Regions from separate parts of the Mus musculus genome. Here region 1 is linked to region 2. A link is a contact called in public promoter capture Hi-C data. All regions are on one chromosome and are shown on one strand. The core of a region is the stretch at or near the end of the contact, and the rest is flanking DNA. Distances in the headings are between cores, read along the strand shown.

Region 1 (5,831 bases), core at 2,846-5,345, 6.5 Mb before region 2:
GCAGAACAAAACAAAGTAAAAAGTTTATTCTTCATAAAATGTTTTCAGTTTTCAGAAAATTTCCAAAAAAATTCAGTACCTCCAAACTGTGTGTACGCCTGTTTGATATCACACAGTGCTGTAACCAACTGCTCACAGGGAATTGGCTCCTGATACTGTAATAAGTACCTAAAGTAAAGAGATTGACATATTAAACAGGCTTCTCTAAAATATATACAATGCAAGAAGATGCTCTCTGTAGAGAATATATATGAAAGAAAAAGCTTTCCTTGGAGACATGCTGAGTGCTACACGATTTCCGTCCTTACCGTTGAGCAATGAGCCTTAGCTCGTTAGTCAGAACGTTAGCATCAGATGTTATGCCTGCCACGCTGCAAGCCATGTCCCTAGAAGGAGAAAAAAAAGTCACTATAAGAAGGGAAGATGCTTGTCAGAGAATTTCTAAGTGATATAAAACACCTAGATCTATTAGGGATTCAACAGCTTTGCGATGAAAATAGCATCTTCTTAGGAGATGTTTACCTAGTGTCATTCAGCATAAATGATAAACAAATGCAGCCTGAACTAAAACAGATGTATTGATTACTGCTCTCTGGAAACAGCAAGAGAAGGAACACCAAGTACAGAAGCCAGACCACTCCCACACGTTAGGGTCTAACTTGCCATGCCTGGCCTGACAGGTGTAGGGGTGAGGGTGGTAAGTTCAAAAATTGCCTAGGCACGTACCCGCTTTCTGCCTGTTCCCCAAAGCCTTCCCTGGCTCTCTAGAGTGTAGATATCTGCACTGACTATGCCTAAACAAGCCAATAAGTCGCTGGGTAGAGACTAATGTGACTAGGGAAGACGGTACTATGTGAGGGGAGTACCAAAGGCCCATGCAGGAAGTGCACTTCTGAGGGCTAATGAACACAGAACCCAACTGCCTTCTAAATACCTACACTTTTACTCCCAGACAGAAGTGGATCCCCTCTTTAATCAGAGAAGCCTCAATTTACAATGGATGCTATAGTGCAGACTCATAGCTTCCCATAACACAGGAAATAAATGAGAGTGTGAGACAGTCCTAAGGATGTCACTCAGACCAACCACTCCCTCTCTAAGGTCTGTGAACGTTGTGGGAAAGGGGCTGCCAACTACTTAAGAGAGGAGACAGAGTAAGGGCAGCAAAGCACGTTCTCTAGATCTGACAAGTGAAGTCACAAGCTTACAACTAGTTTGGGCGCGGACAAGACCAGCCCTGTCAATAATTAGCCAAGAGTAGCTCATAGGACCCTACCCCTTATATAGGATCTATTGGTTACTGGTAGATTCTGGGCAAGACTCACTGTTCTCGGCTATATGTACACACTGCTGAGCCCACCAGACTCCAGCAAGCAGCTCTCACACAGATGGCCCTGGTAATGCCAGTGAATCAAAACAGACAGACATAAATATTTGTGGGGAGAAGGGTGGGAGATGGGAAGGTAAGAATAGGTTGTGAGAGTGGTCAGTGTGCTTGGTAAACACATCCAAAGCTGTAATACATAAACAAATAATTAACTAGGCCCCAGTGCCAAGTCTTCAGCCGGCCTACCACTGATGGCAAAGTCTCTATATAGCACAGCCAGTCTTCCACCAACAACCAAATCCCACAGCCAGCTCCAAGTACTCAAACTGGACAGAATCAGACTGCACCCTGTGGCTGAACTGTGTCAGACCTCCACGAGCCTTGTTCTTTGGTAAAGAGTCAGGATAACTGTACAGAATTCCTGCGTGCCATTCTGAAGGGCATCCTGAGGCCCTGCTTTACACGGTGGCACTGTGTTAGTTTATTTCACTATTTTGTTTCATTTGATTCCCATAACCACTCTGATCCTCAAGAAGTTAGATAATAGGTGTAGCACCTTGTATCCATGGACTTTAGATTTTAAACCAAACCTGTGTGGCCAGAAAATACATACATACTTTTATCACTGCACAGTGCTATTTTGCACCAAGTGTTTATCTTTGCATTTCAAGTGAATTATACACATAATGAACTGAGATATAATGGGCTGCAAGGAGATGTCAAGCAAAATAAAGCAAATACACAGATTTTTACAAGAAAAATAATAAAACTGCTCATTTCAGTTCTATCACTTCACATAGAAGATCCCTCCTTAAATATGCAAATCCTGAGTACGCTGTCAAGTGCAATAGTTCAAGCTCTTCCCCATGATCGCACTTACTCATTAAGTTTATAAATTTTCTCAGAAAAGAAGACTTCATCAAGAAGCTTGTGGATGTTGCGCCTCTCCGCTGCAAGCAAAACTCCATCATTGGCTAAAATCCCCAAACAGGTGCCTGCATGTCCAATGGCTTCCATGGCATACTCCACTTGGTATAAGCGACCTACAAAACAGTGAGACACCACGGTTCCTCTCGCTCTTGCACCACTCATCTGAGAGAAATCAGCAATGACACAGGTAGGCTGGCATCAACAGCCCTGCATTTACTCGCCCACAATGCATGGCGTAATGAACCTGGTGACAAGTTATCTCCAAGAACCAAAGGAATGAAGTCAACTCCAAAATGTGTGTAGCTAAACGTCACACTAGACCCCAACACTAAAAATATACTACTTAAAGCAACAACCACAACAAAATGCCCCAACCTTCTTTGGAGCAGGTTAAATCTTCTAATTTACCTTCTGGAGAAAATATTGTGGTCCTGGAGTCATATCTTCGAGACTGCAAAGGAAAAACAGAGATGATGCCTGTTCACTGACATACGCCAACTTCCGGATGTCCATGCATTGGATACAATGACACCCTGGTGCTGAGTTCAGTGGAAAGAAGACGGAAGACCCCATTCAACTCCCTCTACCCCTTTGGTTTCATTTTCTTCCATGTCAGGCTGTGAGCTTCAAACAAGCCATAATGTTCCCAGGCAAAAGTTAAAGGAAACGTGTCATGAACTCACCATGGTTTCTGAACTTTATGTTGATTCCTGTGAAAAGAAAACAGGATCATTAATAACAAAACCCCCACAATTTTAAGAAGTGTCTTCCACTGTTAATACCACTTGATCCACACCATCACTCAGCTAACATGAACTGCACCACCACTGGGACCTATACAGATGCTGGGCCACCACAATAAAGGTAAACCATGGTGTCCTGAAAAGCTCAGAATCTAGCAGCCAGGTATGACAGACAAAGATTATAAAGCAACATGGAAGAGACATTCAGGGTGGGGAGGGAAAGCAGAATCGACAGCAAGTAAGATTTTAGGAAACCAATACAGATAATGAGAGTAAATTAGAGGTGGGAGAGGCAAAGGTAAGTTGAAAAGCCTCAAGTCAAAGAAAAAGAATTGTGAAGGGGTGAAGGAAGGGCATTCCAAGTAGAGCAGGCTGAGAAAGGTTAACAAAGTGGATAATTCACATGGTCCTAAATTTGGGGGTGTAGGGGTTAGGTGGTAAACCTGGTCCTTATTTCCGTTTCTTCGAAAGACAGCAATGGAAACTCTGCCTTAGTAGAAAAATGGCAGTTCAATTCCTATGTTGCCAAATGGGATATAAGGAAGGCATCGTGGCTGGAAAGCTAAGCAGACATTTGAAGGGTCTGCGCGCCCAGATGTTAGAAAACACCTTTATCTTACTTAAGACCGCTTCACCGACGGGCTGGATTCAAGGACCACGGGAAGTGACATTTTAGAAGAGTCGTCAGGCCTAAGGAGAGTTAACCTGCCAGGAGTCGGTTCCAACATGTAGGAGAAACAGAAAGGTGGCCCTGAGCACAGCAGCCAGGAGGCCACGGCGGGTTTCGGATTCGACTGTGAACACAGCTACCTCCACGCCTGGCGCCGGCGCTACAAGACTTGGACTTTCCCCCGCAGCGCCACTTTCCCGAATTGACTCTCTGGGCCGCAGCCGCCCCCACCCCTCGCACCGGCCCGGAGGGTCTCAGAGCCCAGGCGAGCCGTCAAGGCCCCGCGGGGATACCCGACGGCGGCCGGCGGGGACCAGTCCCTGGCAGGCCGGTCACCGAGGAGGCGGGTGCAAAGTCATCGTGCCCACGGCTCCTCGGTGGCGGCCGCGGGCCTGGGCCGTGGTCTCCACGCAGATGGCCCCCGCCCGGGAGACAGACACCTCGACTCCGCGGCCCCTAAAGGACTGAGCCTCACCAGAGGAAGACGGTGAGGGTGCAGATCAGCGCCTCTTTACTCAGCTGGAGAAGAACCAACCCGGATGGCCAAGCATCCGCGGCGAATATGGCTCCCGCGCGTGCGCAGGACTGCGAGGGGGCGGGGCGGGGCGGGAGGACGCGGAAGTTCTCCCAGTGCTGGGGCGGGCTCAGTCTGCCCACGTGGACTGTGCAGAAGCACAACCTCGGCTTTGGCTGCGGTCTGTATTAGAGGAGGACTGGAGGGAGGAGGGAAGCGTCTATACCGTGGAGAGTGGAACCAGATTCCTCCTACGCTTTGCACTCCACTTTCGTTTTCTCTTCTGTACCATTCTAATGGAGGCCAGAGTAGCAACTGTATAGACAAATCAAATCGTTTACTCTTCCAGTCTTGCCCCTTAACAGTTTTTCCTTTGTTCTTCCTCTTAGCCTCATTTTCTCCTTTCTCAGATCCAACTCTTTAATTGGGATAACTTTTGTTCTAAGTTTAAGACTTCTCTTCGCCGGGCAGTGGTGGTGCACGCCTTTAATCCCTGCACTTGGGAGGCTGAGGCAGGCGGATTTCTGAGTTCGAGGCCAGCATGGTCTACAGAGTGAGTTCCAGGACAGCCAGGGGTACACAGAGAAACCCTGTCTCGGACAAAAGAAAAAAAAAAAAAAAAAAAAAAAAAAAAAAAAAAAAACGAAAAAAAGACTTCTCTTCATCCATTTCTCCTTTCCAATCTTACCTAGTTTTTGTGCCTATGTTGGGGGTTGAAGAGCTAGTGGGTTGACTATGTACAGGGCCTTTGTCTTCTGTGTAGGCAAAACGGTTGGATCTGGGTTTCTTAAAGGGGGAAGCTTAGAAATTTAGTTGCATGTAGACGGGACCTGGCCTGTACTCAGGACCTGGTTTGCCCTGTAAATTCCAAGCCAGCCAGGGATATATAGTGAGACTGTTTTAAAAATGAGAGAGAGAGAGAAAAAAAGACCAAAAGGTAAAATATCCATACAATGCAGCATATATTTAATTTCAAACAGAAATTAGCAATATTTGCAATAGGAATTTAGTGGAGAATCTCTCTTAGCAAGAACAATCAAGAGAAACTTGCAGAGTTCCATTGTATAACAGGATAAACACTGATTTGGAATGAGACCCAAGTTCCAGCCCATTTTTCTGGTCCTGATTGGCCAAGTTAAATAAAAACCTCAAATATGAGTATCCTAAGTGTTTCACATGTGAATGATCTCATGTACTGCCCCCATGTGTGTGGGTGTGGGTGTGGGTGTGTAAAAACAAGGAAGGAAAGGCAGCAGGATGGGATTTTGTAGTGATTAGGAACAGGGGTAACAGCCCAAAGACCTAATTCAAGATCTAAGCCTGAGCTCCCTTCTAAAGCAATAAATCAGCTTTTCAAGGCTCTATTTCTTTATTTAAAAATGGAGATTAATCATCAGAATATCTTTGTGATTCTGTTCTGGATTAAATGAGGTAGTGCATGTAAAATAACATTCAATAATCATTGTAGTATAGTATATTCTACTGAAAAACTAATGAAGCAGGAAAGACAAAACCGCTCCAGATTTGTTAACCTAAAATCCTGATTTGTGAAAGCAGCAGGGCTCGATGGCTGACTGTGAGAAGGGCAAGCAGCGTGCCACACCAATATTTTGAGTGTGCGTAACCTGAAATATGATCCATTATTTA
Region 2 (5,478 bases), core at 627-3,126:
ATCTATATCTAGTTTCTTTTACCATTTTCTGTTTTGCAATTTCTTTAGAATTTAGGGAAAATAACTGTTTTATTTATGGTAAGAACACTAAATCTGTACTTATCATTGTAACAGAACACATTACCTTAGCTGAATAAACGTGAAAGGTTCTAAAACTCCCACACATAGTTTCTGTTTATTTTTGAGATAGGGTTCCCTGTGGCTATTTACATAGCTATAATTTTTCATTGTTAAATGTAACCATTCATTGTTAAAAAAAAATCATGGGTGTGGTTTTTCAGGATATAAATTGTTAAATACCACCACCAAAGGTGTAATAAAAAAAAGATCTCTATTTGTGCAGTGTGTATGTGTGTGTACGTGTGTGTATGTGTGTTTACTGGTGCCCACTAAGGTTTGAAGAGGGCAACACAATCCCTCGGAGCTGAAGTTCAATCCCCTGCAAGAGCAGCAAGTACTCTTACTTAACCTTTGAGCCATCTCTCCAGCCTAAGGATGTTATCCTTTCAAAATGTAAAGAAGTAATACTGAGAATAAGCCCAGCGGATTCAAATTCCTATATAGCCAGGTGTGGTGTTGCACACTTTTAATCCTAGTACTTGGGAGGCAGAATTCCAGGCCAGCTTGGGTTCTGTAGTGTGTCTCTTTGTCTTAAAAAAAAAGTTTCAATGCTACAATAGAGTTCTCCTTCCTATGAGTAGGGCCACAAATGATTACAAACTTAACAGTATGTTCTACTAGGTAATGCCGTTATAATATACATACCCATTCTGCAGTAAAATTGAACATGTAATTTGACACCCGTTTCCATGATTTTTTCCGTTTCTCTGGCCAAGCTTGGCAGGTCACCGGTGGAGTAGCTGAAATCCACTTGTAGGTTGCAGCATCCTTAAAGCTTTGATTAGGCAACAATGTTTGTCTCACAAAACCAGCTCACCGGGTAGGAATAACTATGCCACCAACCACAAGCTCTGTAATTACTGGCAACACAGCTTTCAGAAAAAGACACAGAGTATGTGATTCAAGACTGAGCACGTTTGTGACAAAATTGCCCTTTGCAGAGGCGTTTGCTACTGAGCTAAAATATAAGATCTCCGCAGAGGCCCCTTCGAGCGTAGGTGATGAAAACCGTATCTATTGTGGGAGATTAAGGACCCGTCTATTAAAACCAGAGCGATCGGCAAAGGCAGAGCGCAGGACAGAGCAGGCAGAGCTATTCCAACTCTCTTTAGTGGGCTGCAAAAGGTAGAATAGTATACGATCTAACAACCGAAACACAGCCTACACGTCCTGGCATCCTAGAAAACGAGACAAGGCTTCTGCCAATAATGGGAAAGGAACATTTATGGAACACCTGATATGTGCGAAGTCATCTTTCAGAAAAGAGACCATTTAAGGACTCCTAAACGGTGATGGCGGAATTGGCCTTGTAGCTCAAAAGAGCACGTCACTCGGATTCCAAGTAAATAAGAAATATACTCAATACGCGGAAGGGAGGGGCAGGTAAAAAAAAAAAAAAAAAGAAAAACTGAGGGAGGTAGCAGTAAGGAAAAGGTAGATTTAAAACAATTCTTAAACATATAACCATATTTTTCAAAGTAAAGCCTCTTCAACTTCGCAGCTTAGAACTAATAAAAACTCAGGAATGATATCTCCTGGAAACAGACAAACTTTAGCGGTGAAATACTAGCAAGTCCCTTAACATCCGAAAACACGTGGCGGGGGAGGGGAGCAGGAGGCTGGACCAAGGACTCCTACTCCCATCAGCCCTTTCGGCAGCCGAGAGTAGCTGTGGAGGGCGAGCCGACGCCTCGCATGCCGGGGCTTGTAGTCTTCTCCCGGCACCTCCCCGTGGGTTTGCGACGTTTAGCGACTGTGGCGCCTGCGCGCGCTGGGCCGGCGGGGCTGGGGCCGTGGCGGCTCGTGCCGGGTGATGCTAGGCGTATCCCTGGGCGCCAGGCTGTTGCGGGGCGTGGGTGGCAGGCGCGGGCAGTTCGGGGCGCGAGGTGTCAGCGAAGGTAGCGCAGCCATGGCGGCAGGGGAGAGCATGGCTCAGCGAATGGTCTGGGTGGACCTGGAGGTGAGAGTGCGGCCGGGGCGAGGAGGGTGCGGGGAGGCGAGCGCAGATTCGCGCGTGGGACCGAGGGACTCCCCTGTCCCGGGAAGCAGCAGGGATCTGGGTGTCAGGTGCGACAGGTGAGCACGGCCCCAGGAGCCCCGAGTCAAGAGTTTTTGCGGGGTCTGGGACTGTCCCTGGACTGTGGGGTTTCTTTCCATCTGGGTGGAGCCGTCCATGTGTCTCCCCTCTCCCTAGCCTCGACCTCCACCCAGAAGTGAATTTGTGTTACGCGTTAGTGACTCTGAGGATCGTGGGTGAGAGTTGGGGCAGCGACTCTGAGCCCTGCTCCGTCCCCACCTCCTAGCCTTAAAAGACTAGGTTGCTTAAGCTAGGACTCAGGAGATGACTCAGCCTTACCCCTCATTCCATAAAAGAGAAAATTGAGGCCCCATTGGAAGATTCAGGTTACCCATTTTAGTTTTAACGCATTCATACCTAGGCCTCTCTTGAACTCCAGTTTTCTGCTTACGAACTGAGTTCATTTGTTAACTTTTTTTGTTGTTGTTGTTGTTGGGAAAACTTCGGAAACCATTGTAAACCTCCGAGAGGTAACGTTCGTGAGCTCACTTTTCTGTAGTCAAGTTTTCATCCTGCTTATTTTGAGTCTGTTCCCAGGACAAATGTGTTTGACAGTAGCTGGCCCGCCCGCAGGAAGTGCCTTTAGCAGTCTCTGAGCACTCAGAACTTAATACCCTGAGTACTGCCCAGACCATTACTGGTCATAGAATGTGAGCTGGGTCCACACAAAGGAATCTCTGTCAAGTAAACTTGGGCAGCACGCCTTTAATCCTAGCACTTGGGAGGCAGAGGCAGGTGGATTTCTGAGTTCGAGGCCAGCCTGGTCTACAGAGTGAGTTCCAGGACAGCCAGGGCTACACAGAGAAACCCTGTCTCAAAAAAATAAAACAAAAACAAAACAAAACAAAAGGTGGTTTCATGTGTTTGTTATATGCTTGTTTATTTATGTTTTACAGATGACAGGATTGGATATTGAGAAGGATCAGATTATTGAGATGGCCTGCCTGATAACTGACTCTGATCTTAACATTTTGGCTGAAGTAGGTGATGCCGTGTAAATACATTCATACCACTTAAAGGGCATTGGGGATCTAAAGGTGCCTTCATCTGATCTCACTGAAAAACGTAGCAGATTGAGGTCTGTGTAGATTAAGGCCCAGTGCTATATTACTAGGACAATGTAATATAATATGTTAGAGTTGGTATTGGAACCAACATAATCCACTTCATAACCGGATTAAGTTTTCAGTTGAAATTGACAGAACTCCCCCTCCCCCAAGGCTACAACAGTTCTGCAGGGTTTACACGTGTATTCTTAGTCCTCATGATGATAAGATAGGCTCTGTTAATGATGTTCATTGTCCACCGGAAGATATTGGGTTACAAGAGATTTGGGGGACTTGCTCAAGAGCATTTGGCTAGGTATTGGGGAAGCTGGTTAAACTACTCTCTAAACACAGGCAGTCTCAAGTGTTCCCACCAGTATCCAGCCAGCTGGGTCCTCATCAAGCTTGGTGTCCCCCGACAGAGTTTCCCATCTCTATGTCCTACCTTCGGCTTTAATTCCATATATAGTCCCCCTTATACCACTCCATCAGGGGTTGGTTCCAGGATTCCTCTGTAGATACCTAAATCTCATTCCCCTGTATCCTGGAAGGAGATGCAGTATTTCTCATGTACTTTGAATCACCTCTAGATTGCCTGGTGTCATTCTTGTGCTCCCAATAGAATACCTGATACGACGTTGGTGCGTGTAAGTAGTGTTTAAAGTAGTGTTTACACCATGTTGGTTAGGGAATGTTAAGGAAAAAAAAAGTATCCGTATGCGTTCCTTACAGACCAATGACGTTTCCGTCTGAACTGGGTGACTCCTCCCAGATGACACCCATTGTCCCAGGTGGCCGTTGCCTTCTCAGCTAGACTGTGTGGTTCTTGCACCTCTGTGTTAGGGTTTTAGAACATCTATAGACACACTTTTAGAATGTGTGCTCACGGTGATTTTTATCACTCTGTTAAATGCTGCCTTTAACTGAAACCTTTAGCAGAACAAATAGAATAGACCTGTTGGCACTTGCGTTTAAGCACCCGTGAAGCGTTTTAAAAGATGAAATCCCTGACCTTGATACCATCCTCAATATTCGAAGTCATTAAAGAACAAAATAGGCCAGGCTTAGTGGCAGGAGTCTTTAATCCCAGCACTTGGGAGGCAGTGGCAGGTGGATCTCTGTGAGTCTGAGACCAGCGAGGTCTATATGACTAGTTCCTGGGCACTCAGGGCTACCTAGTGGGGGTGGAGAGATGGCTCAGCAGTTCAAGCATGTACTACTCATTCATGAAGACAAGAGTCTGTGTCCTAATACCCAGGTCTCACGAGCCCCTGAATCTCCACCTCTAAAGGACCTGACCGGACCAGACACATGCATACGCATAGAAATCAAATGAAACAACAAAACCTGTAGACATGGAGCACGTATGCCCGCGGAAAGAAGAGTCTAGTTAATAAATTAGGTTTTCAGAGCGCAGGCTCAGTGGACACTGGAGCCACAGCCATTTCCCGTTTACAGTTAGGACGTCTTTTTATTCCCTGGGTAAGCAAAAGGACTTTTCATTCCCTGGAGAAAGCATTTTTTAGCTGGGCACGATGTCACACACTTTTCATCTCAGCAGTTCAGAAGGCAGAAGCAGGGTGGTCAATGTGAGTTTGAGTCTAGGCTGGTTGACAGAGTAAGTTCCAGGTCATCTTGGGCTATACAGTGAGACTCTGTCTCAAAACAACAACAGCAAAACCTAAACAAAAAAACAAACAAGCATTTAGAGGTGAATTCCTGTCTTGTAGTGGCAACAAGGCTTATCATCTCGTTGAGAACCATGAGACTATTATATTTCTTACAACAGTTTCCTGTATAAATCAAGTCCCGAGCTTTCTTTCGCTTTGGACACTTGTTTTTCTGACTTGGGATATTTTTGGTGATGAATGGTCAAGTGTCTTTATTTTGTCATCCCTGCTCACTCTTGGCTAAAGAAGTGTTTTTCTTTTAGACTGTGGATGACCTGAAATGTGGTCTAATGGATCAGTTGGTTGATATGTACTCGGGGAACTTTGGTGTGTGTCCGTACAGTTGCTCATGAATAGGGTGTTTGTTCAAAGGCTTAAGTCAGATGAGGATAAGGGTATTAAGAAAAATACTTAAGGGATGTCAGTTGCATGGGGAGTATGTTTTATTTTCATGGAAGAGTCTGAGGAAAGTGTTGTTTGCTGATAGAAGCATCCTGTTTTGCAAACTTCATTTGGAGTCTTAGTTTGCCAAAGGGCAGTTTAGAAAAGGTCAGGTGATTTATAG

What was found. Promoter capture Hi-C pulls out the DNA fragments that hold promoters and counts their contacts.
Region 1: a contact with region 2 is called in a promoter capture Hi-C map of pre-B cells, with 4 times the contacts expected there. The contact joins the promoter of AY074887 here to the promoter of Rexo2 in region 2. A contact is called at or near these places in 2 of 39 promoter capture datasets (erythroid cells and pre-B cells).

Annotation. Positions count from the first base shown.
Region 1 is chr9:54,949,218-54,955,048 of GRCm38.p6, reverse strand. It overlaps AY074887 (cDNA sequence AY074887), which reads left to right and starts at 4,095. Exons shown (of 1, transcript NM_145229.2): 1 at 4,095-4,805. The coding sequence starts at 4,210. The coding sequence ends at 4,608. Hykk (hydroxylysine kinase 1) reads right to left here. Exons shown (of 5, transcript NM_177351.4): 5 at 5,125-5,831. Psma4 (proteasome subunit alpha 4) reads right to left here and starts at 4,190. Exons shown (of 9, transcript NM_011966.3): 1 at 4,146-4,190; 2 at 2,941-2,967; 3 at 2,666-2,708; 4 at 2,208-2,370; 5 at 309-386; 6 at 80-168. The coding sequence starts at 2,943.
Region 2 is chr9:48,477,009-48,482,486 of GRCm38.p6, reverse strand. It overlaps Rexo2 (RNA exonuclease 2), which reads left to right and starts at 1,876. Exons shown (of 7, transcript NM_024233.4): 1 at 1,876-2,080; 2 at 3,094-3,177. The coding sequence starts at 1,934.